3 separate regions of the Mus musculus genome follow, and all the other regions are linked to region 1. Evidence: chromatin contacts called from public Hi-C data. All regions are on one chromosome and are shown on one strand. The core of a region is the stretch at or near the end of the contact, and the rest is flanking DNA. Distances in the headings are between cores, read along the strand shown. Region 1 has its middle 160 kb from the start of Clic5. Region 2 overlaps Clic5 (chloride intracellular channel 5). Region 3 has its middle 140 kb from the start of Runx2os3.

Region 1 (3,304 bases), core at 422-2,921:
GCAGAGGATAAGAGACAAAGTCAGGAGACAGAGGATGAGAGAGAAGGGGAAGGGAACCATGTAGAGGGAGGACAAAGGACTGCCTCTGGATAGAGAGGAGCCATAGGAAAATAAGGTCTATAAAGGTAAAAGGGAAGCCCTGTGTTCAGATGAGGTGTTCAGTTTTAATTGGGCATGTTAATTAGGTGAGCCAAAGGGGGCTTTTGATTGCTGGACTTCAATACTTTGATAGCTGGACCTTGGTAGTCAACCTTAGGAGGAGGAAGTGGCCAAATAAAGAAAGCGACCTTCATAGGTGGCTTTAGAAATGTCATCTAGTGGATTTTAGCAAGGAAGCGAGAATGTGAGAGAAGGGCAAGTGCTGCGGGCAGACCAGCTGCTCGCGAGGAACTGAGATGGCAGCTCGAGCTGAAAGAAAGGAACTAGACAGACGGAAGAAAGAACGGAGCCAAGTCAAACAGGATTCTGATCAAAGCTCAATTTTACTAATTCGTGCACCGAGTTATGAAGCAGGGGGAAAGGGTTAATTCCCACCAAATAATCCTGGAGTCCAGTTGCAGGGTGACCACGTGTATGGCTCCAGAACAGCAAAGTGGCAGGCTCCAGCAGTGGGCGTGGCAGAACGATTAAGCGGCAAGCTCCACCCCAATGCAAACAGAGAAACCTGAGCAAACAGGTTTCAGGCTGCGGAGGGGAGGCTACAGGCAAAGCCTACCAGAGCCATGCTCACCAGTCTCAAGCTGACCAGAGTGCCTTCACCTGGTGTCTGGGTGAGAGAGCCTGCACATTAGACTAGGTCACGTGACTCTAAAAGAAGACCCTGTAGTACAAAGCTAGAACACGCTCGCGAGCACACACACACACACACACAGAGAGAGAAAGAGAGAGAGAGAGAGAGCGTAAGAGGACTCCTACTGCCAAACATCAGGACACCCTGACTTTAAGAGCCAGAAAGCTATGCCAATTTGTTTGGTTACAGGTTCTTGTGATACTGACAGAGTTGGCACAGCGTGTCTCTCTCGAGAAGAGACCAGAACTGACAGGTGGAGTTTAGGGCACCCCGCCATCACACAAGCAAAATACTCAGAAAAACACACTGTACAGTAAGGCACAAGTTCCCCACTAGTGGGAATGCCCAACTCTGTAGTTCAGGGGCTGTCAGACAGGCAGATAGTTCCTGCAATGGGAATGAAGTTGGAAAAGATGAAAAGGCAGACTCCTCCTCCCAGCCCCACATCTTTCCAGATCTGTCCTGCAAAGCAGACTCGGAACAACTCAAACACCATCCAGCCTCTCAGGTGTATATATTGCATTTCTTAGACTTTCCAGTGTCTTCTCTGTAATTTGGGGGAAGTGCCTGAAAAGGAACAAGAAGAGGATTCGTTCCTCTTATCTCCTAAGAGTGGGTCTATCCTCACCTGCTGTCAGTGTCTTTCTCAACTCTGCCTGCTTCTGGGAAGCATCATTAGAGTTCAGGCTGGGTTGTTGGGTTTTATTTTATTTTATTTTATTTTGAGAAGTATGTCTGTTTGTGACGGATGTGTTCAGTGACTCATCAGAGGAAATGCTGTGTGTTACCAAAAATAATAATTTGTATGTCAATGCAGTTGTTAACTGTCCCTCCTGCTCTTAGTTCTCACTTCCCCCCAGACTCTCATAATTACTGTTGTTCTGCATCGAGCAGCAAGAATCGTATTTCTCTGTCCAGAAAATGACAGCTACTGGGACCCTCTTCTCTGCAGGGGAGGCCTGCGCAGCTGAGCACAGAGCCTGCCTAAAGCCCACATCAGGGCCGACTGAGTGCCTGCATTGAAACGGGTCAATGCACCCCAAAGACCCACAGCTGCTGGCACTGGTGTCTGGGTTCTAAAGGAGCCTCTCTAGTACCAGCTGAGTGACCCCAGACAAGCCACAGAACCTCCGGGGCCTCTGTTCATTCATCTGTGAAGCTGAGAACACAGCACTCGCTCGACTAATGAATGGTATCGCTGGCTTTGTTTTCGTTAACATTTTATTTCTGGGCCACCAGACCAGACACCTTTGCAAAATCTGGAGGCGCAGTGGTAGACAGAGCAGCAAAACATCTTTCTCTCTCTAGACCTCCACTGGGGGGAGTGAATCAATCGTAAATGAGCCCACAATACAGGATTTCTAAGGGTCTTGGTGACAAAGTAAAGCAAATGAGTGAGGAAGGGAGTGAGCAGGGAAAGTTCTCCAAAGGCCGCCACTGAGGCACGCCCACAGGAGGACAGGGGGTGGGCGATGGGGTGGGAGGTGGGGAGGGTGAGGTGGGGGGTGTCTCGCGTGCGCGAATTTGGAGAAAGAGCATCCGATATTGTGCGGACAGCTGATGCACAGGTTCTGAGGTGAGGGCGAACACCGCATATTTAAAACATAGGAATGATTGAGCACTGGGCAGAGATCCCAGGGGGAACACAGTAACTGAGGGAAGCCGAACCAGGCAGGATATGGCTGTTGGCTTTTGTCTTTACCCCACAGTGAGACGGGAGTCCATAGGATCTCTGGGGGTCTGACAAGACTCTTTCCAGGAAATGTGTTGAGAAAGGAAAGTTTAATGAAGCTATATGCCCCAAGGTGTTTTGAAAAAGAAAAAAAAATGCATGGAAGATGATGGGGAAGTAGATGATGATGTTTCTTAAAAATGCAGCCTTCCATATGCTTCAAAAAACAGGTAGTCATAGAGATGAGGGGTGGTGAGTTAAATACAATCTCCACTTCACTATCTCTTCTTCAGGAGAAGTCAAGTTTTGTTTCCATTCCCAGGAGGCTTGGTTGGCCCTGAACCTGCAGATTAATGGAGACACCATGGGTAGATGCTATATAGGTCTTGGCTTAACCTCTTGAAGCTCTCTGTTGGCTTCCCCTCCCTCTCTCTGGGAACTCTCACTTCGGAGACATTTACTCTCTCAGCATGTAGCAGTCATGTGGTGAAAAATTCCAAGTCACATGGAAAGGCCACATGCAGAAACTCCCAGTGGCAGCCCACATGGGCTTTGAGACCACTGCCACTATCTACTGCCAGGCATGTGAGGGAACTGTCTTCAAATGTTCCAGTCCAGCTGAGCCCCCATGACTACGCCTCGGCCAACGTCTTTCTGGGGCAGAAGAACCTTCCAGCTGTGCTCAGTTAAACCCACAGCATCATGGGATGCAACACAACGGCTGTGGCTTTCAGCAATTAAGAGTTTGAGTCGCTTCTTCATATAGGAACGAAGAAGCAAAACTCTAAGGTGGCTTCTGGGCCTGAAAAAGCCTGCTCAGCCAGGTATCAAAAACTTGAGAA
Region 2 (3,304 bases), core at 214-2,713, 90 kb before region 1:
CTCTCTGACCCAGCCACAAAGATACGTCGTTTCCATGTACTTTTGGGTTAGTGAAGTTTGCCAGACTTTAGGAGACAGAAGTAGGATATCATGCTCAGAATTTGTTGCGTTCTCAGTTCAAACGTCAGAAGGCGCAGTCTCCTGTTGTAAGAGTCATGCAACACGCATGGGTAGATGCTCCTCAAATTACAGGAGCAGGTGAAGCATAAGGAAATTACTCCAAGCAAGGCGGGGCGGGGAGGCTGGGTGTAGTCTGAGTGCACCTGAGAAATGTTGTGGCAGTATCTATCAAGGCTGCCCTATCTTGTGGTGAGCACGAGGAAGGCTCACTGTGGCCAGACTGTGGCTAAAGAGTTATAAAGAACAGATCAGGCAGGTGATGGTGGCCCACACCTTTAATTCCAGCGCTCGGGAGGCAGAGGCAGGTGGATTTCTGAGTTCCAGGCCAGCCTGGTCTACAGAGTGAGTTCTAGGACAGCCAGGACTACACAGAGAAACCCTGTCTTGAATAAAGAAAGAAACAAAGAAAGAAAAAGGAAACCACTCAATGAGGACTGAGGGAGATGCTCCGTGGGAAAAGTGCTTGCTGGGTGGACATGAAGACCCAAGCTTGGATTCCCAGCACCCACATTTTTAAAAAATGTGTCATTTCACCGCTAAGGAGGAAGATGCTGGGGCTTGCTGTCTAGCTAGTGTAGTCAAATGGCTAAGCTTTGGATTCAGTGAGAGACACTGTCCTTAAAAAGGAAGGTGAGAAATGACTGACTGAGGAAGACTCCCAACATTGACAGAAACATTGCAGGCCCAGCTTCACCACGAACCCAGACTTCATCATCTATGAGGAACCAGGAAGTACCAAACGTCATACACACTAGACACTGAACATAGGCAACTGAGAAAGAACATATAGTGTATTCATCGAATTACCCAAACCAGACAAGGGCAGTGGAGGGGCGGTGGCTGTTTCAACATCTGCCAAGGTCTCTCATGCAAAAGATGTCGCCATTGGAGGATGAAGCAAGCCATAGGGAATGGAATCCCTTGGTATAAGTGCTCGTGGTGAGAAAGACAGGTGAGCAAGACCCAGGTTGATGCAGGAACAGATAACCAATATAATGAGCGTCTCTCTGGGCAGCTCACCCCTTAAGTTTGAACATCCATGATAACCTAAACTGTCCTCACACTTAAAATTCACCGTTTGTAAAGTAACTGTAAACATCTCCTAGATTTCTCCCCGACTCAGTCAGCCTTGTGCACGACACTGGCGGCATCAGCTGCCTCAGTCAGCAGTTATGTCATTCCTTCTTTAATATGACTGAGTTTTACAGCCATTTATGACTTTCTTGGCAGCCTAATAGGAAACACACACACACACACACACACACACACACACACACACACACACGTTCCTACTGAAAAGGAAGGTAGTCTCTCTGCTTAAGGCCAGAAGGTGGCGCCACCGCCCCATGGCTGAAGTCAGTGCTGGCCACTAATCAGGAACATAGTCTCTCTCTCTCTCTCTCTCTCTCTCTCTCTCTCTCTCTCTCTCTCTCTCTCTCTCGCTCTCGCTCTCTCTCGCTCTCTCTCGCTCTCTCTCTCAGTCTCGCTCTCGCTCTCCCTCCCCTCCCTCCTTCTCCCTTTCCCCCCTTTCTCCCTCCCTCCCTCCTTCCCTCCCTCCCTCCCTCCCTCCCTCCCTCCCTCCCTCCCCAATCCTGCTTCTTCCACCACTAATAAATAAACATGTGTGAGGCTTGCATGGTACAGGTTGTATGGAGCCCTTAATTTGAAGAAGTAAAAGTGACATTTTTTTTTCTCTTCGAATGTACTGTGGCTTTGAGGAGATTTACAAAAATATCTGCACCTGGAACTTGTCTATATCGTCAATATCATCCTCCAAAAATGTATTGTATGAGCAGCATGCTGAAATTGCCCCAAATTCCTCACCACAACCATGATTTAAACACAGTAAAACAATCACCAAAGACTGTGTCATTTAAATACAAAGTGTGTTTGTGCTGTTGGGTACTGTCCACATAAATGTCTGCTAATAATAAGCTGGCCTGTGGAGCTAGATGAAAAAGATCTTCTCTTCAAAGCACTGATTCCTCTATAAAGCTCAGAGAATTGGCTTCATAGAGAATGTGTTTTCCTTAAAGGAAAGTCCCCTGTTTCCTTGGGGACATATCCGAGAGGGTTCTGTTCACTCTGTGACTTTGGGGAGGGGACCCATAGTGTCCAGCATCCTAAATACTTAAGGGGATCATTTTATCCTTCATCCAGGGAAGAATTTCTTTCCAGAGCAAAGAGTTCCCACCATGGCAGGAGGAACTGCAGATTCCCTATTAGCCTTTTGATCCCTCCCAGGCATGGCAGGGACCTGGGGTGAGGGCCATGGCATCTTGCTTCAGTTTGTCTTCTCGACATTTGAATTTAAGCCACTGTCTGGAAATGGAGACTGGGGCATTGCTTTCCATAGATGAGTTCCTGGCTCTCCCAGAGCTGGGTTTGACTTGTTGAGACACACTTTGCTGGCCAATGGAGCTTGCCCAGGGGTATTGGTCTGATGGTAGTTGTGGGCTCAAATTCTCCAAGGGATCAGACCAAGAATGTTGAACACTGACAGGAGAAAATAAGGCCTTAGGGATGATTCCAGACAATGGTAGGTTCGACTCTGAATGCATGAGTCATCCTCCAATATCCCCCAGGATCCCCCTTGTGCCCAGGATAGTTCTAGTGTTCGAAACTTTCCTTCCCACACCCAACCGTCTGCCTTGAGTTGACCTCCAGTAATAATGATCCTAAGTTAGATCTTCTGCTAGGTCCTTACTCCGCTTCAGACCCTGCAGAAGTTGCTCCGACAGCAGCCAGGAAACAGGCATTGCTAACAGCAGAATTCAAGGCAAGTTATTCGTGAGTGACAGACATGTCATGGAAGGTTGTCACCTGTTGCATTGGACCCCCAAAGGCAGCCTGGTGCTTGGTTCTGACACCCCTGACCCAGGTTCTGCCTTGGTTCTGACACCCCTGACCCAGGTTCTGGTTCTCTGTCCTTTGTGGACCCTGATGATGTGTGAACATAGCCAGAGGCCCAGATTCAACAAAGGAAGCTACCACCCCTCCAGATAAGCCCTTTCCTCTCTTCTAAAATCCTGTTCCAGCCCTGACCCAGTGGCTCTGAGGACCTCATGCTTTGTGAGTCAGAGAAGTCATCGGAGACCTCTCACTTTACCCGTTGGGTGTTCTCCTGTGGGCGGCTGAACCCCACAGTCTACCTGTTTCCCATTTGACCCCTTACTCAGATAAC
Region 3 (3,304 bases), core at 587-3,086, 67 kb after region 1:
AGATGGTTAAAGCACTTGCCACTAAGCCTGGGACCTGAGTTTGGTCCTTAGAATTCACACATGGAAAGGAGAGAAACAACTTCAGAAAGTTGTCTTCTGACCTCTATTCGTCTGTCATGTTTCTCATGTGTGCGCATGCACAGAGAGAGACAGAGATACAGAGAAAGACAGAGAAAGAGAGACAGAGAGAGAGACAAATCCCATAATTAGGGGTTAAGAACATAGCTTCATTGGTAGAGTGCTAGCCCCAGATGTGATGCCTACCACCAAGTAAAAACACTTACAGTGACACACCTTTAACCCCAGCACTTGAAAGTTTAGGCAAAAAGATCCAAAGTTTAGGGTCACTCTCAGCTATGTAGTAAGTTCAAGGACAACCTGAGCTATATGATAATCTTTCAAAATAAAAAGTGTTGGGGAGGTGAGTGGCTTAGTCAGCAGTATATTTAGTAGACTCAAAAACATGATGGCCTGAGTTCAAGCCTTAGAACAAATATTAAAAAGCTGAGCATGTCAGCACATAGTTATAATCCCAATGCTCAAAATCTGGAAACATCTGGACCCCTCCTGGATATGGTATCATTGGGCAGCCAGCCTATCCTGATGTCTAGCTCTAGGGTAATACTAGTCCCTGTCTCAAAAGTTAGATGGACAGTTTTCCCAAAGAAAGACATTCGACGTTGTTCTTTGGCTTCCACATCAACAAGCACGATGGTGGATGCAGACCTGTACATGTGTGTGTAATCATAGGAGCATGAACACACCCCTCCACATATAAACATAAAGCAAACTTAGAAGTGAGCAGCTTTTCCTACTATTTGAAGAAGCTGGGTCAGCTGGCGTATCTTTATTTGCTTACAACTTAGAACCAACTAGAGAGAGATAAACAATGTGAGACAAGCAAATCAAGAAAAGCCATCAATTCCTCCTGCTGTATTGCCACAGAATATTAATTAGATATTTGATGTTTTTAAAATTTATACCTAACCTCCAGGACCTTCCAATCTTCCTTGAAAAGATCTGTGAAGACTCAGAAGCAAACCAATGCCTCTAAATCATTTTCTAGAATGATGCTAGGGGCTTAGAGAGATGATTCCACCATTGAGAGTGCCCACCCATTTGGAAGAGTGCTCACAACTGCCCATAACTCTAGCTTTGGGGGACCTGATGCAATCTGCTGGTTTCTGCACACATGAGACATGTGCCCATGCTCACCTGCTAACACATGTGCGTGCTGGTGTGTACACAGACACATTTTTAAAAAGAGCCATGTCATAAACTTTTGCTAAAAGCATTAAAATTCCAGTTCTTTTAAGATGAATTTGGAACATTTAAGATCAACATACCATATTATTTTGGTCAATTTAATTTCTCAGAGAGTAGGCAAAGTAGTCAAACCACTGATTTAGGAATGGTGTGGATGTCTCCAAAACAGTAGAGCAATCGAACTGATAATTTAATGTCACATAGATACCCGAAAGGGAAGTAAAGAAAATTGTCCCGTTTGCAATAATTATATGAACATAGGTTTATTAGAAAGTCCACCAGGGGAAAAACACACCAGCCTTTGTCAACTTTCTCCTCCACTGAATTTGAAGGCTGACCGAGAACCTTGGGTGAGTAGAGAAATAACTATTAAAAATTGGATTCCTGTCTACACAATGCTGAAACATCTAGTAAGCCTGTTTTTTTTTTTTAAATGTCAACCCAGATGTTTGGCACCACATAGACAAAACACCCAGATGACTGGCTGAATTTGTGAAGACATGCTGACATGCACCAGATGTTCTAGCTTCTTAGGACTGCAGAGCTCAGAGGTCCCTGGGGACAGCAGGAGAGAGCAGATGTCCCCAAAGAACCTTTACCACCTGCACATCATCCGTGGAAACTTCAGTGGGTGTGCAACACAGTAGGGTTTAAATTAAAAACGCTGACGACCGTGGTAGGAAAATGTAGCAAAAAGTACAGGGAAGACATAATGTGATATTTATTTGAAAGTCGTGTTTGGGGAAGTGGCTGACTCACATCTATCTAGAGGTCTGTGGCTGTGTTTCCAGCCATTGCCCCGGAAGACTTTCTCCTTCAATCTGACCTCTGAGCTACCCCTTTGGAACGTGGGGTGCTGTGGGTTTTTTAAACAGGCGACAGTCAATGCTGAAATCTAGAATTCGCTCTTAGTCCAACGCTTCCCCTTTTATTGTTCCAGTCTGTATCCTTTGCTTACTGCTTTCCCAGGCTTGGGGATGTGACTCAATGCTTGCTTTATGGGCAGGAAGATCCAAGCTCGTTCTCAAAGACTATGTAAGAAAAAAAAAAACAAGACAGATATGGGAAGACAGATACAGGAGGATCTCTGGGGTTCATTCAGTGGCCACTCAGCCTAAGTCTATTTTGGAACTTCAGGCTTGGAGCGAGACCTTGTTTCCAAAAAGGTAGAAGAAACTTGAAGAATGGCATGTCCTCTGACTGCTACAAGAGTACATGTATCTGCATACACATGTGTATGCAAATATGCACATGTGTCATGCACGTGTACACACACGCACGCACGCATGTGCACATAGACACATGCAGCATGTCCAGGTCTTCCTACCATCGCCCTCTGGCAGCAAAGGCCGTGAGTGCCAGGGAAGGGACAGCCAGGGCAGGGATATTGCCAACAGGCCAGGAATCCAGCCCCCTGAGGCTGACATTCAGCAAATCTCAGGGCAGCACTTAGAAGAATGTTAAGAGCCACAGAACCCAAAGTCCCCTCCAGCCAATTTGTCTAAAATGGTGGCTTCTCCGGAAGCTGGGGGCAGAGTCTAGGGTAGCATCTCGTGATCACTGAATGCTTGCTGCGTTTAGCAAACAGCTGTGGCTCCCGTCAGAAAGTCCTGATGTGTGCTTCATCTGTTATATAATGCAGTCTTTCAGAGAGCGATTTGTTTAGTTTCTTATTTGAAAAGTCATTAAAATATTTCCTTCGTGTCAGGATTTTCTGAGGCCTTCCTGGGGGACAGTTTCCTCTGCTGCTTTCTAAACCTGAAGGACGTTCTTGCCTCCCTCCAGGAAAGATTTCAAAACAGTGTCCCTGCCCCTGTGGTTGCTGAGGAGTCTTTTCTTTTTTGCTTTTAATTATGTTATTTATTTACATCTCAAATGTTGCCTCTCCCTGCTTTCCCATCCCATTTCCCCACCCCTTCTCCCTCTGATAGAGTGCCGCCATTCCCCACCGCTGGGCTGTCAAGTCTCTACAGGACCAAGCTCATCTTCCCTCACTGTGGCCAGGCAGTCTACTGCATATATGCCATGTGGTGGGCGC

Evidence for each region. A called contact is a pair of places that touch in the nucleus more often than the background predicts.
Region 2: a Hi-C map of the CH12 cell line shows a contact between it and region 1, with 2.7 times the contacts expected there. The contact joins two enhancer-like sites. A contact is called at or near these places in 1 of 15 datasets of contacts at CTCF or cohesin (the NIH/3T3 cell line), 3 of 484 Hi-C or Micro-C datasets (the CH12 cell line and embryonic stem cells) and 1 of 115 datasets of contacts at active chromatin or transcription factors (pancreatic cancer cells).
Region 3: a Hi-C map of the 63-12 cell line shows a contact between it and region 1, with 2.0 times the contacts expected there. The contact joins two enhancer-like sites. A contact is called at or near these places in 1 of 15 datasets of contacts at CTCF or cohesin (pro-B cells) and 4 of 484 Hi-C or Micro-C datasets (the 63-12 cell line, B cells, nephron progenitors and 1 more).

What each region holds. Positions count from the first base shown.
Region 1 is chr17:44,349,965-44,353,268 of GRCm38.p6, forward strand. No RefSeq gene overlaps it. Among named protein-coding and RNA genes, the nearest start is that of Clic5, 160 kb to the left of the region's middle. Within about 2 kb of position 1,672, at least 60 of the 459 cell types and tissues checked have an H3K27ac peak or open chromatin away from gene starts, as enhancers often do. A contact at or near this core is called in the 63-12 cell line, the CH12 cell line and pro-B cells, where this site is marked.
Region 2 is chr17:44,260,543-44,263,846 of GRCm38.p6, forward strand. The region is part of intron 4 of Clic5 (chloride intracellular channel 5); the gene reads left to right. Among named protein-coding and RNA genes, the nearest start is that of Clic5, 74 kb to the left of the region's middle. Within about 2 kb of position 1,464, at least 9 of the 459 cell types and tissues checked have an H3K27ac peak or open chromatin away from gene starts, as enhancers often do. A contact at or near this core is called in the CH12 cell line, where this site is marked.
Region 3 is chr17:44,417,020-44,420,323 of GRCm38.p6, forward strand. No RefSeq gene overlaps it. Among named protein-coding and RNA genes, the nearest start is that of Runx2os3, 140 kb to the right of the region's middle. Within about 2 kb of position 1,837, at least 31 of the 459 cell types and tissues checked have an H3K27ac peak or open chromatin away from gene starts, as enhancers often do. A contact at or near this core is called in the 63-12 cell line and pro-B cells, where this site is marked.